Regions from separate parts of the Mus musculus genome. Here region 1 is linked to region 2. A link is a contact called in public Hi-C data. All regions are on one chromosome and are shown on one strand. The core of a region is the stretch at or near the end of the contact, and the rest is flanking DNA. Distances in the headings are between cores, read along the strand shown.

Region 1 (4,939 bases), core at 2,030-4,529, 33 kb after region 2:
AGCACGAAAAGAATTAGTGGGGGCTTAAATGTCAACCTTTGAATGCTTCATAGAATTTATGGTAGGGCACTGCATGAGAATCACAGGGGACTCAGGGACACATACATAGTATGTAGCCATTAAATGGCACCGCAGAACACTGTGAGGACTCAAATTAAACCACACCTCACCCATTACCATCTTTATTAAAAAAAGTGACTGACAAAGATAAAACAAGAATCAGAAAGCCATATGTTTTATAAAATGAGGTATGATATGAAGGGAGGGGTGTCTTAGCAGGGTCTGTGCTGAGGCGTTTCCCTGAGGTATCAGCCATAAGACAGGTCTAGTATAAAAGGAAGTTTACTTGGGACATGGGAAGGGGGTGTGGGAAGGGAGTAGAGCCAGAGAAAGAAAGGGGACAGAGGAGGACAGAAAGAGAGAGAGAGAGAAGGAAGGGAAGAGGACAGCCTGGGACATTTGCGGAGAGGAAAAATGATAGAGAGAGACAGAGACAGAGAGAAACAGATAGACAGAGAGAGAGAGAGAGAGAGAGAGAGAGAGAGAGAGAGAAGAGAGAGAGAGAGAGACAGACAGACAGACAGAGTGACAGAGACAGACACACACACACACACAGAGCTTTTATACATGAGTCAGGCCTGTACCTGGGTAACTGTTAGGCAGAGTCTAGAGGAAATGCTAACAGAAAGTGTATTCCTATCATGTGTAGTTTTTTTGTTTGTTTGGTTGGTTTTGATTTTTCCAGACAGGGTTTCTCTGTGTAGCCCTGGCTGTCCTGGAACTCATGTTGTAGACCAGGCTGGCCTCGAACTCAGAAATCCGCCTGCCTCTGCCTCCCGAGTGCTGGGATTAAAGGCGTGCGCCACCACCACCCGGCTACATTTTGTGTTTTTTTAAAATGTCTAAGTGGAACCTAAATCTCTTTGGCGCAAGGTCAAATGCAGTTACATTAAAAATTCACTCTATCTTCTCAGACGTAGCCTATGGATTAAAAATTCAGACCCAGTCCGAAATGCTTCCAGAATGAATGAGAACGTGCATTCACACGTCTAACGGCAGAGACAGTTACTCTGGTGGGAGACTGAGCACGTTTCATGAGAGCAACAGAGCTTTGTCTGGATGCTGGACTTGGGCTGGATCTGAGGATGTGTCTCTCACCTCGCCTTTCTTCATGCTAATGTTGAGTAGCATCAGGATTCCGCGGCTCTAGTAAAGTTTGCTTTACTCAGTTTGTTACTCAGACTGGGCACAAGCAAGTGGACAGGGGTGAACAGATGGCCAGCTTAAGCCATTTGGGAGGAGGCTGGCTTCTTCCCGGGGAGGAGTATGCTCTGCAAGGGACTGTGAGGTGGGAGCTGCTGGGGCAGGGCAGAGGGAGAGGGAGCACAGGTGTGTGTGGGGAGGGTGCTCACTCCCACATGGTATTTACCCCATGCTCTGGCTTCAGCTTGCACTCTCTCTTTCCTCTGCAGGCAGGGGTAGAGCCAGCTGTGCCAAGCTCCACAGCCAGCGCCCGAGAGAGAAGTTATCAGTGCCCCGGAAGTCAACTGAAATGAACTGGCCCCCTTGAGCCTTCCCCAAATACCTGGTACCCACTTTCCAGCCGGATGCTGAGGTAAGAGCCCTTTGGGAAAAGATGATGGCAGTTCTCTTAAGGCTCCGGGAGGAGGGAGTTGTTTTCAGTTCCAGCCATCTGCTCCCATCTCAGCTACACAGAGGCAAGGTCAGTGGAGGCCAAAGGCTTTGATTTGTTAGCACAGGAACTTCCACTTTCTCCATTGCTAAGGAGATTTGAACCCTAAAGAGAGTGAAGTTATCCTGAAGGTAAGACTATAGCGGACTTGGATGGATGCTTTTGTGCTGTTCTGCACAGGAAAGTGAGCCCCCCCAGGAAACACAACTGTGTGCATCCCTGCCTCCTCGACATGCACTTCCTAACCCAGGAAGTACAGATAACAGACATTATGCAGGGAGGTTATGGCAAAGCTTTCCAGTAGGTTTATCAAATGTGATTTTAATAAATCTAGCTAAGTACTCTTAGCAATTTGGAAGAAAATAAAGCAGGGTCTAAAAACGGTGCTTTGTTAGGCTCCCTCTTAGAATAACTACTGCAGGATGCTGGTCCCTTCTACATGGAAGTGGAGGGATGATTCCATGAGGGGCCAGGAGAGCTCCCCTCTCACCTAGAAACTCTCCCGAGCTGCTTCTAAGCATCCAGGAATTTTTTTCCAACATAATATTTTTATTGTTTTCCTGGGGGCAATTTCACAAACCCCAAACACATTCACTTCATAGTCCTCTTAGGTCCCCCTACCTTTGTGACTTCCCCCAAAAGAAAAAAGAAGGAGAAGAGGAGGAGGAAGGAGAGGAAGAGGAGGAAGAAGAGGAAGAAGAAGGAGGAAGAGGGGAAAGAGAAGGAAAAGAAGGAGGAGGAAGAGGAGGAGGAGAAGGAGGAGAAGAAGAAGAACAAGGAGAAAGAGGAGGAGAAAAAGGAGGAAGAGGAGGAGGAGAAATACAGAATTTGGCTGTGTTACCCCTATACTCACTGGAGCATGGTCAAACTCCCAGAGGCCAGCCCCTTAAAGAAAACTGAGTCCTTCCCTACTAGCACTCAGCCAGAAGCCAATTGTGAAGAGCTACACTTTAGCATCCTTATCACATAAGAGTTCTCTTCAATGGCTTCCTGTCTAGACTGTTTCTTTTGTTTTTCGGACGGCTTGGGGGGGGGGGCGGAGGAGGGGGGGTGGAGAGGTTGTCACAGAAGCCTTCCATGTCTCATTCTCAAACTTTGAGATTTTACAAACTGGTTGTTAGAAATAGTTAGAAACAATACACTATCACCCCTCCCCAAACCCCCCAAATACAAGACAAAAATAATCCAAACCAGTTTGCAGCTTAGAATGGACCGTTGTGGGAGAGTGATGTGTTGCTGTTGAAACTGGAGGAGCTACAAAGCTCTTTCTGGAAGAGTTTCTTTTGGTGGTGCTGGGGATCAGGTTTGGGGTCCTGCTCCTGCCAGGCAAGGCTGTACCAGTGGGTTTAACGTTCTTCCCCTGTGGAGACTCGGTGCTCAGTAAACACAAGCCGAGTGCGGTCTGGTCTCATGGGTAGCTGTCAGGGTCCGGCTACATAATGGCAATGTCTGATACTGTGAGGCTTCTTGTCTGCTGCAGGGAGGGAATTAGGCCACCAGAAAACCTTGGTTTATTAATGGAGAGAAACGGGCTGCATTTCTCTCTCTGACTGACATCTCGGTATGTGTGTTGTGTGTGTGAGGTTATGAATTATTGATACCCTTTCATAACAGCAGAAGAAAACCCTCCATTTACTGACCAACATCTGGGGTGCATTTTCCTTCTGGAAAAGTTGAGAGGCTGGTCAGAGAAGTGTGAAAAGGAGACTTGACAACTCCAGGACCCCAGTCAGGGCTCACTCATAATCTCTGAGGGAGGGGGAGGGTGACTTCCTACCAAACAAGTTTCAACAAAAGCCTCTTTTCTCTCTTCAAGGCCCTGCTGCCAGCAGATTAGAACTAATTAAATTAGCATAATGGAGTCCTGGCCTCTGCCCTCTCCTCCTTTCTCAGTCTTCTGGTTATACCTCTTGCTCGCATGTCCCTTAAAAAAAGGGGCTTAGGGACAGACAGGGTGAGACATTGGTGACATGCCACTTTCCCTTTGTGGTTCAGGAAATTAGAAAGGTAGGAAAGCCCAGAGCAGTCAGGGATCCAGACTGCCTAGCAGCTGGGTGTCAGCCCTTGAAGTGAAGCCATGGGAGGTTCTGGAGGAAGACGCTGGAATGGGGGAAGGGCCTGGGCCCTGAGGCTGCCTGACCCCTGAGCTCTTGTATGTGACCAGCACTGGAACATGTCCGTGATCTCCAGTTATTAGCTCTGCCTCTGGAAGGTTGCCAAAGCCCCAGCACCTTTCAGAAACAGCTTCTAGTTTTCTCGGACTTAAGCCTCTTTCCTCCAGGGAGTTGGTTTTCCTTCTTGACGCTGCTGCAGGTGGAGAAGGTTTTATTCTAAGGACGGAGGAATCTTTGTGAGTTAGGAAAGGATTGAGCAGCCATGCTCTCTGCTCTATCTGTGTGCCCTCTTCTTACCTCTGCACCCTCTGGCGCTGTGTCTGCACCCACCCATGTCTCAGATAAGGAGACATGGTTATAGAAAAGCTCTCAGAGCTGCCAAGTGTCCCTCACAGCAAGTGGTCATCAAGGCAGGGGTTCCCAGGCCAGTGCCTGCAAGCATTTCCTCCCCCAAGGGAGTATCACTCTACTTCGGAATGCTTGTGAACCAGGGCCCTGGAGTTTGCAGATCTCCCAGGGGGCTCTTCTTTGTACTGGGAGAGAACATTAGATCTGGGAGACTGTGCTTCCTGCAGTGTGTCCATGCAATGCCCCAGGAGATGGGCCCACTGTAACCTCCCAACCCTTCCTGCTGACTAGAAATAGGGTTTGCCTCTCCCGAGCTCTCAGACTTCTCTTCTCTTCTCTTCTCTTCTCTTCTCTTCTCTTCTCTTCTCTTCTCTTCTCTTCTCTTCTCTTCTCTTCTCTTCTCTTCTTTTCTTTTTCTTTTTCTTTTTCTTTTATGTTTTTGAGACAGGGTTTCTCTGTGTAGTCCTGGCTGTCCTGGAACTCACTCTGTAGACCAGGCTGGCCTCGAACTCAGAAATTCACCTCTCTCTACCTCCCAAATGCTGGCTCAGATTTCTTTACAAAGGACAATTGATGCAGGTTTTGTTTTCCTCTGTGATTGGAGGACCGGTCTATGTACGAGAGAAAACATAAGGCTATTTGTCTTTTCGAATCTGGCTATTTAGCTCACCACAACGATTTCCAGTTCTATCTATTTTAATGATTTTTTTTAAATGGCTGTATGGAATTCTATCGTGTAGATGGACCTCCTTTTCTTTATCTTTTCCTCAGTTGATGGGCATCT
Region 2 (5,087 bases), core at 2,006-4,505:
ATAATAATAATAATAATAATAATAATAATAATAATAATAAAGAATGCAGCAACAAAACCACCACAAGTTAGGTGATTTAAAGCACTTGGAAATATATTCTTCATCATTCTGAAGTCTAGTAGGCCCAAGGTCTAGGTGACATCAGCTTTGGCAACTGGTGAGGACAGACATCTTGTCTGTAGCTGGTGCCTTTTAGCTTCTCTTAATGAGGTAGAAGGACATGCCTGTGTCTCCTTGGTAAGTGGTCTCATTCAAGATAATGTTGCCCTCATGACTATTTGCCTCTCCAAGATCTCATCTCCTAATGCTATCCATTGAGTGCAGGTTGAGATTTCAGCATAGGAATGGAGGGTACATTCAGATAGTGGGAGCAGAAGTTATGGAATGTGGACTTCTAAGGAAAGCAACCAGCACGATAACCTATATTCCTATAGCCTGCAGCTCTATAGCCCCCAACCAGCATGATGAACTACATTCCTATAGCCTGCATCTCTATAGCCCCCGACCAGCATGATGAACTACATTCCTATAGCCTGACAATCTATAGTCCCCGACCAGCATGATGAACTATATTCCTGTAGCCTGCAGCTCTATAGTCCTGAGATATAGTTCAACATTTTGTCTCTCATTGCAGGTCAGAAGGCCTTACTGATGAAAGAGCCACTTTGGAAAGCTACCAGATGGTGATGCCCCTGCAGTTTTTCTGGGAATATCCCTACATGTCTATTTATCTGTTCTAGACCCCCCCCCCCCCCAGGGCTTCTTTTTAGGTTTGCCACAGTGTGTGGGTATTATCAATGTGGCAAGTTCAAAACCCAGAGTGAACCCCTTCCCTTTCCCCCCCATTGACTGGTTAGAGTTCTAGAAAATAGAACTTAAGAGTAGATGCTGTATCCCATTTTAAAAGAGTCTCTTTCCTATTGTATGGTTCTTAGTTCTTAAATTGAGTGGAAACAAGAGGGAGGTTGAAAGAAAGGATTGAGGCTTTCAATGAACGTGAGGGATACTGAGATTTCTCAAGGGCCTGGGTGACTTAATTTCCTCATCCACAAGTGGGTTTAACACCTTACTGTGTATAACACTGAAACCAGCACTGTGTCTTTGGTGATTCTTGTCTAGATGCCTTTTCTTCATTTCCTGTGTCAGCGTCACAGTTCAGGTGCTTAAGCGATCTCCACTGTCTGTCAGCTCCCAAGTCAGTCTGAGATTCTCACTTAAAGTCCTCGCTCCTGTTTCCATCTTCAAGAACCGCGACCGAAGAATCTACCTAAAGCACAAGGATGCACTGTGAGCCATGCATTAAAATCGTTTAATGGCCTCTTAATGTAGAACAAAATCTTCGACTTTCAGTTAGCACCCTTTCAGAAACAGTCACCCGGGGTCTGCTTTCATTGGCTCACAGCAGAGTGCACTATTATGAGCATGCTCAGTAGGCTAGACTCTACGTTACTTGCTCCACATAAATCATTTCGTGTAAACATGATCCTTAGTGCTGTCTTCTAGCTCTCCATGTTGCAGAAGAGGAAAGAATGGCCCAGAAAGACTGTGGAACTCACCCAAGAACAAATAGCTTCTTGGCCACAGAACTGAATTCACTGTCTGGCACTTTCTGATTTGGGTCTCTGGCTCCAGAGCAGCTGGGGGAGGGTGAGCAGCTAGGGGCTCAGAATCAAAGGATGGAGGAAGACAATCTGAAAGACAGGTGCTGGGGAGGAGGCGGCAATCTTTTCTTTCCCAGGTTGGTGGTGGGAAGCGGCTATCTGGACTTGAAGAGAACGCTCTGGTCCTGGCTCCAGCAATCTTACTGTAGAGGCTATTTTGCTACACAGAAAACCCAGACCAGCAATTTTCTGCGTTCTTGGAGCTCTATTTGATTCCTCTCCCAGCTCAGAGGTGGATATTTGGGATGTGATTACTGCCTCAGAGTAGTCAAATCTCTTCTCTAGGATAGAAAGGACCGAAGGAGCGGCCAGATGGTGGCTTCCAGTTCTCTTACAGAGGAAAGTTTTCAGTCTTTCGGAAGTGGTCTGTGGGTAATCAGAGATGGTCAGACTGCCAGACTGCTTCTTCAACAAGATGTTTCCTCCTGACTTCTCCAGCAGCCGTATCCTAAGCCCAGTGGAAGGAAGGTGCCCGGCTGTCTTTACCTTTGTAACCGGGTCCTGCCTGCCTGCGTACCTACTGTGAGAGTTCCAGGTCGCAGGACTCCAGAACATCTAAAAAAAAAAAAAAAAAAGTTTGACAAGGCTGTGTACAGGATACACTTAATGTTGGGGGATTTTTGTTAAACTCTAAATACTACAGTCTAAGATGTATGTGTCCTACATAAAAATTTGAGTTTTCACAGGGGTTAAATGACTTGTTTGATCAGGATCACCCTGTGCAGAGCCAGGACAAGCACTCTGGTAAGAACGTTTTCGCCAGATAACACTGAATCCAATCCATCGGGACACGCAGGGGGTGGGGGTGGAGGCAGCATTTGGGCTTCCTTGCCTGCCGCATTGCTCCGCCCCAAAGGCTTGCTCTTTGTGGACAGACTGCAAGATTCCCTGCATTACGGGGAGCCCTAAGCAGGCACCTTTAACCTTGAGCCTGCTCGCTAGCGACCTCCAGAGGGCCAGGATGGTTTGGGACCGGTGTGATAGAGCACTTTTCTAGTTTTAACGACTCTATTTGCATAACGGAGACCAAGCGTCCTCCCGCCGGTCTGCCGTGCTTTTCTTCCCTCCTTCCCGGTCCTCTGTACCCTCATCTGTGCTCCCTCTCTGCTTCCCAGAAGATCCGTTCTCAAGGGGACTCACTCGGAGCTTGAGTCCCGGGCTCTTCTCCCTCGGCCCGGCAAGATCCAGAGGCACCTGGGGGAGTGGAGTTGAGCGCCAGCCTGGGTTGGGGAGCCGCCCTGGCACTGCCCGACCCTAACAAAGGGAATCGGACTGCGCGCCGTGCGAGCGCTCGGTGGGCTCAGCGACCGCAGCCGCCTTCCCGATTGAGAGAGCTGCAAGTGAGTAGGGGCGAGGCGGGCGGCACGGGTCTGAAGAAGGAGTGCAGGGGTGCGCTGAGAGGCAGCCCTAGCTGCGGGAGTAGGAGCCGCCGCCCCGGGCTGGGGATGTCTGTCGCGGGTCCAGGGGAGGGACCGCCTTGGCCTCCCCTCCCTAATCCCCCACCCCCACCCCCACCCCCCGGCACGCCAGCCTGCGCACCCATAACAAACCCACGTGTGCGGGGACGCAGGAACCTACACTGCAGCGTCTGTATTGTGTAAGGCGTTGACTCGCGGAGTGAGGGTCTCTTTAGATCTTGCCCACTTTGGTAACAGAGCAGGAAAACAAGCCCGGTGGAAGGAGAGGGGGAGCGCAGGCACCACAACAAACGCACGTGTGCCCCGGCTGAACCTCTTTTGGTCAGGTTATTGTTCCAGCCAAACCAACGGGTGCGGCGCTTGGAGGCCACCTACTACTGCTGGAGAGGTGGGGACCTTTCGCAGCGGTGCTCTGTGAAGGGACGGACTAAACCTGTTGATTTTTAAAGGAAAAAGAAAATACAAACAAGAAAGAGCCGACAAAAAGCCCCCACCCCACCCACACGTATGCTTCACCCATTGGCACGGGTTTGGAGGTGAAACCTACAAGCCCTCATCTCTTCTTCGAGATTTTCTTAAGAGTCGTGGGCTGAACTAAGGATCTGTAGGGTACCCTTCTAAAATAGACCCTGCCCGACACACCATTGTCCCCGTGCACTGGCGACTGCCCCTGTTGGGGAATCTCGAGCGCCTCCCTAGCTTGCTGAAAGAATAGTTCATTTTAACAAAATCCACCAGTGAGGTCTTGGGTTTTGCTTGCTCTTCGCCTGGGAGCTCCCTGTGGCTAGACATTTCAGGTGTCACTGGCCCTGGCCACACAAGGCCAACGGGGGCCCCTCGTCTAGACGGGGACGTATCGGAGGCTCGCAGAGGTAGGTCCACTGTTTGCTGTGCTTTCCCCTTAACTTTCACTCTGCTCACGCAGCCGGATTTTTAGCGTATTGAGGTCTGGGCTTGTCAGCTCTGAGGAAAAGTTGAGGACAGGAAGGGGGCGGTGAACGGATCCTAGGCGACCTGTGCAGGAGTGACAGCATTTTACCAATCTGATGCTGCACCTCGAGTAGTCCCTGTGGAGACTAACCTGTCTCTGAAGACAACTGGACAGCCTTCAACCGTGTACCTTTGTTATTGAAAAAATCCAGGCGACAGCTAGGGAACCTTTTTAATTTTACAGGCAGGAAGCTGAGGTCTGAGAGTTCAGCCCCTTGGGTCTTCCAACTGCTCGGCCTTCATCCAGAGGATTCTGCGGTCGGCTTAAAAGGCAGTAGCCTCAGGCAGGGCGGAGTGAAACAAAGAAAATAATTCAAATTGGAAACTGCGCCCTTCCATTATACCTTTCTAGAGTTCTCTGTTTTAGTGGAGAAGAGGGACTTAGCATTTCCCCCACTTCTCAGCCTGTCCCGCTTCATAACTTTGCTCTGCTCTCCTGGCTGCCCTCTTGTTCTCAAATTGAACTAGGGCCAACTGGAGAGGCTTAGATGTTTTGCGGGCGCTAAGAAGCCTTTGTTCGGGCAGAAGCTGGGGCTGTTGACATCAGCCCCGCTGGGAGGAGAGTGTCTCTTGTAGTCAGCTGCTTCTGAGCCCCTCAGTACAGAACGAAGCATTCTTTTCATTGATTTTATTTAATTAATTTATCTATTATGTATGATTCCCGTGGAAGTGACTGTGCCTTTTGTGTTTAGCAGAGAAGCAGGCAGAGGACAGTGAGATTAGTTTCTCTAAAGCTAGCTAGTTTGTGCTTGGAGGCTTTTCTCTCCATCTTCGCTCCGCCTAGGTGTGTTTCCTTCCTCCTAGTCGTGTTTACTTTCCCCTTCATTTCCAGGCTGTTTAGCTTTGTAATGGCAACGTTAAAAAAAAAAAAAATCACAGCTCTCAATTTACAGGAATAGGAGAGAATTTATTCTGGAGCCACTTCGGGTGACCCTGGCCTGGGAACACAGATTTAGATGATCTCAAATTCTATGTTGCAATGTGGAAGCAGCTTCTTGGAGTGTTTAGTTTTACTGGG

The links. A called contact is a pair of places that touch in the nucleus more often than the background predicts.
Region 1: a Hi-C map of the N1E-115 cell line shows a contact between it and region 2, with 5 times the contacts expected there. The contact joins the enhancer-like site here to the promoter of BC106179 in region 2. A contact is called at or near these places in 3 of 39 promoter capture datasets (HPC-7-derived erythroid cells, embryonic stem cells and macrophages), 34 of 484 Hi-C or Micro-C datasets (CD4 T cells, CD8 T cells, LSK cells and 25 more), 12 of 115 datasets of contacts at active chromatin or transcription factors (bone marrow-derived dendritic cells, cardiomyocytes, embryonic fibroblasts and 7 more) and 2 of 9 other capture datasets (adipose tissue and liver).

Annotation. Positions count from the first base shown.
Region 1 is chr16:23,255,487-23,260,425 of GRCm38.p6, forward strand. St6gal1 (beta galactoside alpha 2,6 sialyltransferase 1) reads left to right here. Exons shown (of 8, transcript NM_145933.4): 2 at 1,473-1,615. Among named protein-coding and RNA genes, the nearest start is that of BC106179, 32 kb to the left of the region's middle. Within about 2 kb of position 3,280, at least 47 of the 459 cell types and tissues checked have an H3K27ac peak or open chromatin away from gene starts, as enhancers often do. A contact at or near this core is called in the N1E-115 cell line, epiblast stem cells, regulatory T cells and 1 more, where this site is marked.
Region 2 is chr16:23,222,229-23,227,315 of GRCm38.p6, forward strand. BC106179 (cDNA sequence BC106179) reads right to left here and starts at 3,256. Exons shown (of 3, transcript NR_152126.1): 1 at 3,240-3,256; 2 at 1,557-2,216; 3 at 1-1,267. It overlaps St6gal1 (beta galactoside alpha 2,6 sialyltransferase 1), which reads left to right and starts at 2,512. Exons shown (of 8, transcript NM_145933.4): 1 at 2,512-3,001.